Regions from separate parts of the Mus musculus genome. Here region 1 is linked to region 2. The links are chromatin contacts, called in public promoter capture Hi-C maps. All regions are on one chromosome and are shown on one strand. Each heading gives the region's core, a stretch centred on a gene start, on an enhancer-like site or on the middle of the called end of the contact. The rest is flanking DNA. Distances are from core to core; before and after follow the strand shown. Region 1 holds the start of 4930592C13Rik (RIKEN cDNA 4930592C13 gene). Region 2 holds the start of Gstcd (glutathione S-transferase, C-terminal domain containing).

Evidence for each region. Promoter capture Hi-C pulls out the DNA fragments that hold promoters and counts their contacts.
Region 1: a contact with region 2 is called in a promoter capture Hi-C map of pre-B cells. The contact joins the promoter of 4930592C13Rik here to the promoter of Gstcd in region 2. A contact is called at or near these places in 2 of 39 promoter capture datasets (cranial neural crest and pre-B cells) and 1 of 484 Hi-C or Micro-C datasets (CD8 T cells).

The regions. Positions count from the first base shown.
Region 1 is chr3:157,532,342-157,537,460 of GRCm38.p6, forward strand. It overlaps 4930592C13Rik (RIKEN cDNA 4930592C13 gene), which reads right to left and starts at 1,749. Exons shown (of 2, transcript NR_152231.1): 1 at 1,669-1,749. Zranb2 (zinc finger, RAN-binding domain containing 2) reads left to right here and starts at 1,824. Exons shown (of 10, transcript NM_017381.3): 1 at 1,824-2,133; 2 at 3,993-4,045; 3 at 4,137-4,245. The coding sequence starts at 2,078.
Region 2 is chr3:133,090,063-133,095,484 of GRCm38.p6, forward strand. It overlaps Gstcd (glutathione S-transferase, C-terminal domain containing), which reads right to left and starts at 1,763. Exons shown (of 12, transcript NM_026231.3): 1 at 1,518-1,763. It overlaps Ints12 (integrator complex subunit 12), which reads left to right and starts at 1,793. Exons shown (of 7, transcript NM_027927.4): 1 at 1,793-1,914.

The sequences.
Region 1 (5,119 bases), core at 499-2,998, about 24 Mb after region 2:
CAGAGAGGTATGTCCTCCAAATCTAGTCTGAACCCATACAAGTTCTGTGCTCAAGTATCAACCAAGCAAAGCAGGATGGATATGATTCATGTAATGAACTACAATTAAAAGTACTGCTAAGATACCAAAACAATTCACGTGTTTGTGTGAAGGACAGATAGCAAGATCAAGATAGCAGGGGATGGAGAGTTGGCTCAGTGGTTAAGAGCACTGACTGCTTTTCCAGAGGTCCAGAGTTTGACTCCCAGCACCCACATGCTGATTTCACAACCATCTGTAACTCTAGTTCCAGGGGATCCACACCTTCTCCTGGCCTCTGAGGGCACCCAGCATACATATGGTGCACAGACATACATGTAGACAAAACACCCACACACATAAAAGCACAGCTAATACTCAGCGGTGCCAACTGATATAGAACCATTACTCACACGCAAGACTGAGCCTGTGATGCCAACCCCAGGATTGCTTGCTAAAAGAAAATAAAAATTCCACATTACCCAAGATAAAAATCCAGGAAAAAATCAGTGATTATACAATATGAAATAACTGGGAAGGTGTGGACAATTATCAGAATAAAATACATCCAAGAGCTTTCAAGTGAGATGATCAAGATGAATATAAGTATCAAAAGTGTTAGACATTAAAACCAAAGCAGTTTAATGATTTTTTTTTCTCCTGGATAAGAGCTATATGCGAGAAATATAAATGCCAGAACCCGTGTGCACAAATGTTCACGAGAGTTGATCAACAATGCCAAAACATAGATTTGGGTGTTAACTGTAAGAATATTTGCAAGAATATTTGCATGGGGGAGGGGGGAGCTAGAGAGATGGCTCAGTGGTTAAGAGCAGTGATTGCTCTTCCAGAGGTCCTGAGTTCAGTTCTCAGCAACCACATGGTGGCTTACAACCATCTGTAATGGGATCGGATGCTCTCTTCTGGTGTGTCTGAAGACAGCTACAGTGTACTCCTATAAATAAAATAAATAATCTTTTAAAAAGAATACTTGAATGCACGTTGTGACAAAGTGCAGGGTTTGGGGCTTAACTGTCACAAGAAAGAATTGTGAATATGCATGACTGAAATAAAAGTGAGCTACATGCAACTAACTGCAAACTCAGAAACTACGCGGAACTAAAAGCAACCCTCTGTCACAGTAAATTGTACCATTTCTCACTTTAAAAAATAAGCATACAGTATATGAACTAAATCTTTTATAAAGAACGAGAATAAACCCAAAGGGCCAGTGTTAAATCTGGGGAAAGGTAGTGAGTTGGGGTCAGAATTGTATCAATACTATTTCCTATTTCTAAAACCTTGGGGTGGCTCCTCTGTGTACAGGGCTTATCTCTCACACATATTAAATATTTTTAAAGCTAAGTTTTTAAGCAACAGCCCAAGAAGGAGAGATATCTCCCTTCATTAATATGACTTTTCCATCCAAATACTAAGCAGCCTAACTACACAAGCCAGGTGGAGCTAAAAGTGAGACCCTATGTTCTCACAGGAAAAAAAGTTTATCTTTTTGACGTGGCCTACAGAAGCCTGACAGAGGTTCCAAGTGGTATGTATGAAACAGTAATGTCCGGGGCAACCTGGTTTAATCCTCAGTCTCTGTCCAAAAATAAAAATAAAGTATCTTCTCCAAAGACTCGAGCCTCCCACCTTATTGCTCGCCCCAGTAAACCCTAGGCAACGCGCAAGCCCGTGGGCTATCGAGCCGCGCCGAGTCACTTCCGCCTCTGCGCCCTAGCCCCGCCCCGGAAACGGAAGCGCCTTTCTCTAGGGTCCTTCGGCCTGCGGAGAACTCGGCTGCGATGGCCGCCGGGCCGGGCTGTCCTCACAACGCCTGCTCAGGAGCTCGGTAAGGCCGAAGCGAAGCAGAGCCTCAGGACGGGCTGCTGGCTCCTGGGCGTCGTCTCCGCACCGCTGCTCCAGGCTCGCGGTCCGGCGGTGTGAGTTCTCCCCCACCCCAGGGAAGGGCGGGTCCGGCGGCGCGAGGACAGCCCGGCGCGAGGCCCCCGCGGCTCCGGTGGGGACGTCGCTGCGGGCGGCACTGCTGCTGGCGTCCAAGATGTCGACCAAGAATTTCCGAGTCAGTGACGGGGACTGGATCTGCCCTGACAAGAAGTGAGCGTGGCGGGATACCGTGGGACCTGGGGTGGCCGGGAGGTCCCTGTGAGGGCGGCGACGGGGTCGCGGCCTTTGTGGGGACGGCGGGGCGGTCGCTGCCGGCCTTGAGCGGTCGCGGGCGGCCCGCACGTGACCCCGCGCGGAGCTGAGCTCACGGTTCAGTGGCCCTGCTCCGAGCTCTGCCGGGGCCGCTCGCTGTCCCTCCCTCCCTCCGTCCCTCGCTCCCTCCCTGCGGCCGCCGTGCTTTCGGGCCTGCGATCCGTCCCCAGTGACTTGGCTTTTCTCATCCTCCTGCCGAGAGGCAGGAGGCCTGGGCACGTACGTGGCCGGGAAGCCGGTGTGCTCCGCTTATGGCCACAGAGATCGTTCTGAATAGGTGTCCCTATTTTTAAAGAAAAGTGATGTACCAGCTCGTGTTCTTGGAAAGCCAGAGTCAGAGCTGAAGGAAACCCGGGTTTACTCTTCTGTCTACTGCAGAGCGTCTAGCCTGAAGTACCTTTGCTAGAAAATACATTGCTCGACTACAGTTAACACCGAAATAACATGGGCAGTGTGTGGAGAGCAAGGAAATGATGTCACTCAGATCCACTTGGTTGGTATCAGACTGATATCAGGCTAAGCATACCAAGTCAGCAGACTAGAACCGAGATCCTCTTGGACTGTCACTGCAGGAACTGTGTGACACTTTGGAACCCTTCAGAGATTAAGACACCAGCCTCTCTGCCTTCTGTGTGACTCGTAGAAAACTGTGCTCTTGTGTTCTTACTGAAAGCACCCATGTATATTTTGGGAGGACCCTTCATTCAAAGTCCTGTACACCTAAACTCGGCAGAAACTAAATGTTATTTGTACTGAATATGTAAATCAAGGAGACAGTTTTCAGAATATATTTTCAGTTTTACTTGGAACGTGTGTATTTTTTTTTAACAGAAAAAGGGACCTTAAAGTTGTCTGGAGCCATTCAGTTTAGTGTTACACTTCCTTTCACTATTTTATCTCATTCATTGTTTTTTAATAGGGTGGTGGATTCTTTGTCGTTACTTATTTAAGCTTTAAATTGGAGTATCTAACTGCTTTAACAAATACTAAAGTAGTGCAAGTGTGTGAAAACTTAACTAGTTAATGTCATAAGGTTACACTTTTTTCTGTTGGTTGTGGTTTTGTTTTCTGTTCTTTAGTTTTAGATTTGATAAATACTATAATACTCAAATTTCTTTACAATTTAATTCTGTCTTTAGTTAATATATCAGTCTTTTCCTTATCATCGCACTTCCTACCTCTCAAAGAATGTTTCATCAATTCTCTGGAGTCCTTCTGTAACTGTTCATTCCTGATGGATCCATCCCTAGGATTTTGTGATTAATCTTTTCCTTTTAGACAGAGTTTCTCTATGGAACTCACAGAGATCTGTTTGCCTCTAGCTCACAAGTGCTGTAATTAAAGGCTTGTGCCACCACTGCCCAGCTTGAATTTTATGCTTCTAAAACTCATCACATTTATTACTTGTAACAAACAAGATGAAAGTTGATATTCCTTTTTTTTTTTTTAACTCTCTCTGGTATCTTGTCTAATTGTTATAGAAGAGTCTGACACTTTGGAACAAGAGACTTTTATGTAACTAATGATATACACCAGTCTGAAGATAGCAAGGTTTGGGTCCCAAAGTGGTTCCCACAGTAACTGTAAGCACAAGGTTGAGATTTTTACCCAGCTTTTCCTTCTCCCTGCTGGTGCTTATATTAACATAATGGGATAAGCTTGTTCTGCGTTCCAGGGTGTAGTGAGGACAGTTTAAAATGTAAACAGTTTAAGTATCTAGGAATTACTACTCTAAGTGCATCTCACTTTATTTGCAGGTGTGGAAATGTAAACTTTGCTAGGAGAACCAGCTGTAACAGATGTGGTCGAGGTGAGCGCTGACAGATAATTCTCTTAATACTGTATATGCAGATCATTTCTTTATTTCCCAGGATTTATATCGAGTTCTTGTCTGTTTGCAGAAAAGACAACTGAGGCCAAGATGATGAAAGCTGGGGGAACAGAAATAGGAAAGACACTGGCAGAGAAGAGCCGGGGCTTATTTAGTGCCAATGATTGGCAATGCAAAACGTATGTGCTTCAGATTGCTGTCTGTTACTGCAACAACATGATGAACTCTTGCTAATTATGTGACAAGATGCTATGCCATATTGATCCAAACATTCATTGGTCTTAGGCTAACTATAGTAAAAGGGAAATTTTAAGTGGTATCTTTCAGGGGTGTTACCAGTTGTTGCTGTGGTAGTGTGTAATGAGCTGATAACCAAAGGTCTGGGGGACATTGAAGACCTTGTGGTCTACTTTTTGTTGCTGAATAATTGCATGATTTGGGGTTTTTGTTTTGATTCTACTTTTTGTCTCTTTTATAATATGAAAGCAACTTGAAAAATCTTAAGTTGCCTTCCATAAAAATTGCTTCTTGTTAGATTTTTTTTTTTATTGTTGCCTTTTAGGCTGGAGAGATGGTTCAGCGCTTAAGAGTACTGGATGATCTTCCAGAGGATCCAAGTTAAATTCCCAGCAGCCACATGACAGCTTGAAAAAAATAGAATACTTTTTTCTTTCAGGTTTAGATTTCATTTTGTATTGATTTTCTCAATCTCCACATTTTGTGCTATGTAAATAAATCCTACATATATGAAAAAGCACTGGACCAGAAAAACGTCTTACATAAAGTCCTGGTCCTGTAGACAGACCTTGAACCTTTACAGGAAAGCTGTCTTACAAACTAAGTCACAGGATTTAGTGAACTGCAAAGGATTTCATAGAGGGCACTAAGAATAGCAAACATATTTGTGAAAGGTGAGACCAAACTCTTTAAGGTAGATTCAGAGATGATAGGAAATGGAACCTTTGATTAAAGCACTGCTTTTTCCCCTCAGTAGCAGAATTTCTAGTTATGTCACTTCTCAGTATGTTATATTAAATAGATTTTTAAATTTCA
Region 2 (5,422 bases), core at 513-3,012:
CAGTTAACAGGGAAGGACAGCATAAAATGTAAATGCTGAAAATACCATCAAGCCTGAAAAAAATACTGAGTTACCTCAGCAAGCAATACTTATTTTATGATTACAAAGCTTTTAACTCCTGCCTCCCAAGAAATGTTCATAGAAGAAACCAGTAAGTCACTTTGCATTCAAGGATAAAAACAACACATACCAGGCAACAGTCTAAAATACTGATGGACACCAGGGTAAGTCCCAAATGTTTTTATGGCTACTAAATTACTGCTATTAATAAGGCCAAATGGATTATTGTTTGTGCTTATTTAAAACCATGTGCTGTTGAAACAAAAGCTAGAAAACATAAGAGGTTTAAAACAAAACTCCTTAAGTCCATAACCACAAAGCTTTTAGTTTTGTTTGAAATGGGGAAATACATAGTATTCTTTCCACTCCCCCGGCCCCGGACCTCACTGCATCCCATTTTCCCTTCCTTGAGAGCCCACCCCTTCATGGCCCCTTACTAGTTTAAAGGTGTTTTTCATTAGTACTATAGAACAACGTTCAAACCTCAATCTCCTTTTTGAAGTTAGGCCTCTTTAAAATGATTGAGTCACAATTTCAGCAGCGTCAATGGCAGTGTATGCTCCTCAAAGTGCAGTTTAACACTCATATAGCTTAAAGTTTGATCTACTAAATATGACAGCAAATCAGTTGTATTGTAACAGTTTATTCTCATGGCATTTCAAGACCATATTTACATGTTTAAAGTCACTTCCAGTTCTTGCTTTTTAAATTGTGGGACAGCACGAGGGAAACTTGACAAATGCCACCATCTTTAGCAATAATGTGGTACGAGATACACTCGTTTATTTTTTCTGACCTTAAGGAATTTATGACAAAGGATTTGGTGGTGAGTATGGCGGGGGATGGAGATGGGGTGGTGTAATTCCCCAGTCAAAGTTAGAGAGGTATGTATTAGGGTATTCTTTTTTTTTTTTTTTTCTTTTTTAATTTAAGCCAAAGCAGTTCTCGTGCAAACTCAAGCTTTCTGTTCGTGCTAATAATGGAAGGGCAACGCTGCTTTGGTGGGGATAGCAAATGTCCCCAAATGCAGCAGATCCTAACTGTAAAATAGTACGCATGTACAGCGTCCAATCAGGAAGGGCTGCGACGTAAAACTATGTCTTTGGGGAAAGTTAAGTCGTGCTCCAAGAGGTCTTTTTTCCTGCACTTAACTCAAAACGACCACACAACCCCCTACCAGGCAAAGCTGCCCTGTTGCTCTACCCACGCAGGGAAAAGACTAGAGGGATGGCTCGCAGCCGAGGGGCCCACGCGTCACTCAGCGGAACGGCGCGAAGCCCGTCCATCTGCACCCACAGCAAAAGCCTGCGGTGAATGTGGGGCTGGCAAGACTCTCAAGGGCTGCGAGCCGTCACCGGTCCCACCCTGGCCTCCAAGCCCAGCCCCGCCGACCCCTGAGGGCGAGCGCGGATCTCAGGAGGCGGCGGGGGGACGAGCGGCCCGAGCGCCCTCTTTACCTGGTCGCAGGGGCGCGGCCAGGCAGGGAGGGCGCGGGAGCATGCGGGCGACGACGCGGGCCACCGCGCCTTCCCGCCCAGCTCGAGCCGGGACTCCGAGGCTACTTCTGGAAGCCGCGGCCTGAGGAGGAGCACTCGCCTCCCAGCGAGGCCCTGAGCAGGGGAAAGGGGGCAAAAAGAAGGAAGAGACAACGTGTCTGCGCGTCCCCCGCCCAACGCCATTCATAATCCGGCGGACCGGAAGGAGTGCCCTACGTCACTTCCTGCTGTCTCACTCGGAAACGTTCCCCTTCCGACCTGTTGCGGGAACCTTTGTTTCTCTCTTCTTAAAGCTGGTGAGGGCGGGGACGGATTCGAAGAGAGCTACCGGGAACCGACCGAGTGGCGGGGCGGAGCGGTGAGTGGTGACGAGGGTCCCCGCTTCCTGGCGCCTCGGGGGGAGGCTCGAGACCCCGCGAGGGGCGGCCGGAGCGGAGCTCCGTGGGCTGTCGGTCTCCTCCCTGCTGGAGGGGAGACCTCATAATTTGCGGGGTGGTTGCGTGGCTCCGCCTGAGCGCTCCTCCTAGTCTGGAAGGACTGAGTGAGGAGGGCGCCGAGGACGGTGGCCCGGGGGACCGGGACCGTGGAATTGTCCAAGACCTTTGACCGAGGGTTCCGGAGACCTCTGTACAGCTCCCGTTTTACATCTCTGTTCTGGCCTCCTTGAGAAGGACTTACCCCTATTCGAGGCCGCCCCCAGTGTGTTTTGATTCCATCAAAGAATTGGCATTTCGAAGTGTCTCTTGACTCTCCTTAGCTTCTCTAGCGCTTGGGTTTGTTTTGGAATTGGGGTTTTTACATCCTGAGTTTCCAGACTTCCCCAAAGGCGAAGCACTAAATGGAAAGAAGAAGTTAATTGGAAAGGATTACAGAATCTTGCAGAAACACGAATGGGATGGTCTCGAGTGTTGTAATGAGTATTGCACTCTCTGCAGTTTCCTTTATCTCATGCACTAGCAGGTGATCAACTTAGAAGTTTGTTTGAAACTAGTAGGCAGGGTGAAAGAGATCTGAGAGAAAGCATCTATTTAGGTAGGGGTGCTCAATTTTGTTTGGGGACATCACAGCAGCCTTGAAAAGGACCATTTTGGCAAAAATCCAGTTGATTCAATAAATATTTTTTAAAAACACCTGTGAAATGCTACTTGCCAGGGAAATTCCTGCATTCCCCCTCACATTCCCCCTTCATAAACTTCTGCTCTCATAAAAGCTATACACTAGTGAGATTAATAATTAAAGACAAATGAAAGAGTAGAAAGTGAATGTTGCAGGTCAGAGCACTGTACACATCCCTACCCATAAAATAGACGATTGTCTTGCTTTTTTGTGTTTGAGTTATGTTGAGAGGAAAAGACAGTTGCATTTCATGAATGCCTTTTGCTGAAGTGACTAGAACTGTGTAGAGTAAAAGACAAGAATATTAGACTTCGGTGAGTTAGCTGAATATAATAGTCTGGTCATTGTTTTCAGAGTAACAGAGAAATAAGAGGAAGTGAGAGAAAAACCATACAGAGTCATCTGCCTTGAGATGGTATTTGACAACAAAATGCTCATGACTGCTGAAGAACAAATTGGTAGTGAGACTAAAGCAAGACAGAGCATTGGAACAATAGTGGCAAGAATGAGAAAGCCAGGGAAAGAGAGGTCCAATACCAACTTAAATGTAAAAATACAAAGTATCCCTCTTGTATTCACCTGATCTTAAAATAGGGGAGAGTAGCTAGAGCTAGAAGGGGACTTGGAAAAGGGAAGCTGGACTTAAAACTGACTTGGAGAAATAAAGAGTCAAGAGGCTGCAAGAGGTCCTGTTCAGTAGGAAAATGTAATTGTTCTTTCTGGAAAGATGGGAAGTGAGTTGACCAAACAAGCATGAGAATGCTAAGTGTGAAGCATGCTAGATAGGACTAATAACCTGGAAGAGAATATGGTATTTCTTTCAGTGGCACTTGTTTGGGTGTAGACGGGAGAAGATGCCAAATAGAAGCATGTCTACACAGTAGGTAAACCTTAGAGCAGTGGGATAAGGATGCTTAGAGAACTGGAAGAGAGTCACGGAACGGCTTGTTCTAGAGTGGAAGCCGAACAGGAAGGGAATAGCATACTGCCATAAACAGAGGTAAGCGATGCGGGGAGATTATTGTGTAGGCTGGCAGTTGCAGTGTGTCTTGCATAGCTACAGGTACTTCCTGGTGTGCCCCAACCATCCCTCCCACCAGCGCTAGCTATCACTGCCACATCCTAGGTTATTGATAGTTTTACAGTAATAAGTATTCATTTTCTTCCTTTCTTTGTTTTAAACAGTGCTTAGGTTTTTAAAATAAACTCACACTTAACATATTCTTTCATCTATCTTCCTGTTCTCTATTTACATGTACATTGTTTATGCCACCTACTGCTTCTCTTTGGTTTGAAAAAGAAATAGGAGCAAGAAAGAAGGGGGGGGAGGGAATTAACTAAAAAAAATATTGTCTTATAATACCCCAGATATCTTCTTGAGTTAAAACAGTGGAGAAGGAAAAAAAAAAAGGAAGATATAGTTTGCAAAGAAGGAGGCTGTTGATTGTAGTCATAGAGAATGGTGTAGCAGACTTCACATTTCACTAGCTGAAAATGAAGCTTTCTGTTAATGAACTAAATAAAATTATTTATAAAATGTTTTAGAAGATCATAATATATGCTTAATTAAAGGTAATGTCAGGGAGAGAGAAAGAAGGGCCTGGCCCTAATATTATGTAAATAAACCCCTGAGGTCAGAGGTTGATAAATGGAGTCATGGAATTTCTAAGCTGAGCAATACAGAAGAGGTTCTATCTGAGTACTGTTATAGCTTTTCTGATGGAACAAGTCAGAGGAACACTTCCGTGTTGGGAGCTGTAAAACATGATGTCATTAGTGAGAATAGTAAAGACAGATAGATAGTGCTTGAGGAAAAAGGAGGAACTATAGAGGAATGTGTTATTAATGACTGGGCTAATAAAGCTAGTTTGAGGAGGGTGAAGGGCTGAGCTCAGTAAAAACACTGGATGGATTTGCAGGATGAGCATCTGTGCTTTAAAGAAGCCATGATGTATTGGGAGAAAAGGGAAATTGGAAGTTGCTGGATAGTTTAGAATAGTGGTCTCTAAATCTTTCTTATACACACACGCTCACGCACAAACACACAACATTCCACCATGTGCAGAACTGGGTTTGAAAGATGTCAGTAATTTATGGCAGGGGTGCACAGCATGTTAAGTCTTAGAAAAAGAACTAATTCTGAGGTTCCCCTTAGAGTATTGCTGTTGACAAATTTTGTAGACTTACACCATAGGTTACCTAATTTATGGGCATTTCATTTGTGATGACAGAATTACATAGCAGTACTTTGCTTCCATTTTTCCAAAGAGAAAATATAAAGTAGTGCCTCTGTCCCGTTGTAAGTATTTGTGTAGGCATCACTATTTGCTCAGTAATCTGTAAGACAGACTGCCCTGGGTTAAGTAAACTAGTGTGTCTACAGCTACATAAAATAGGTCATAGAAAGGTTACACTGTGTTTTTCTAGCTGAAACAACAGGTTTACCTCTTTAATCATGGAAATTATAGTAAATGAATTTTCCTCATCAGTGCATTTTCAAATAATCCTCCTGTCATTCTTTGAGATACTATATGTAATATAATTTAAAGCAGCAGTGGAGCCGATTTCATTTTCTTAAATTCTCACTAATATAACTGAGGTGTGGTTACTTTTTCTTTCTAGAACTCTAGCCTTCAAACTCACTATCCAGGCAATCCAGACAGATCAGGGTTTAGTAGAACATAGAATTAGTAATAATTTTTAATTATCAGATACCTTTTTAGAAACTTATAAAAAGCCTGGTGTGTATG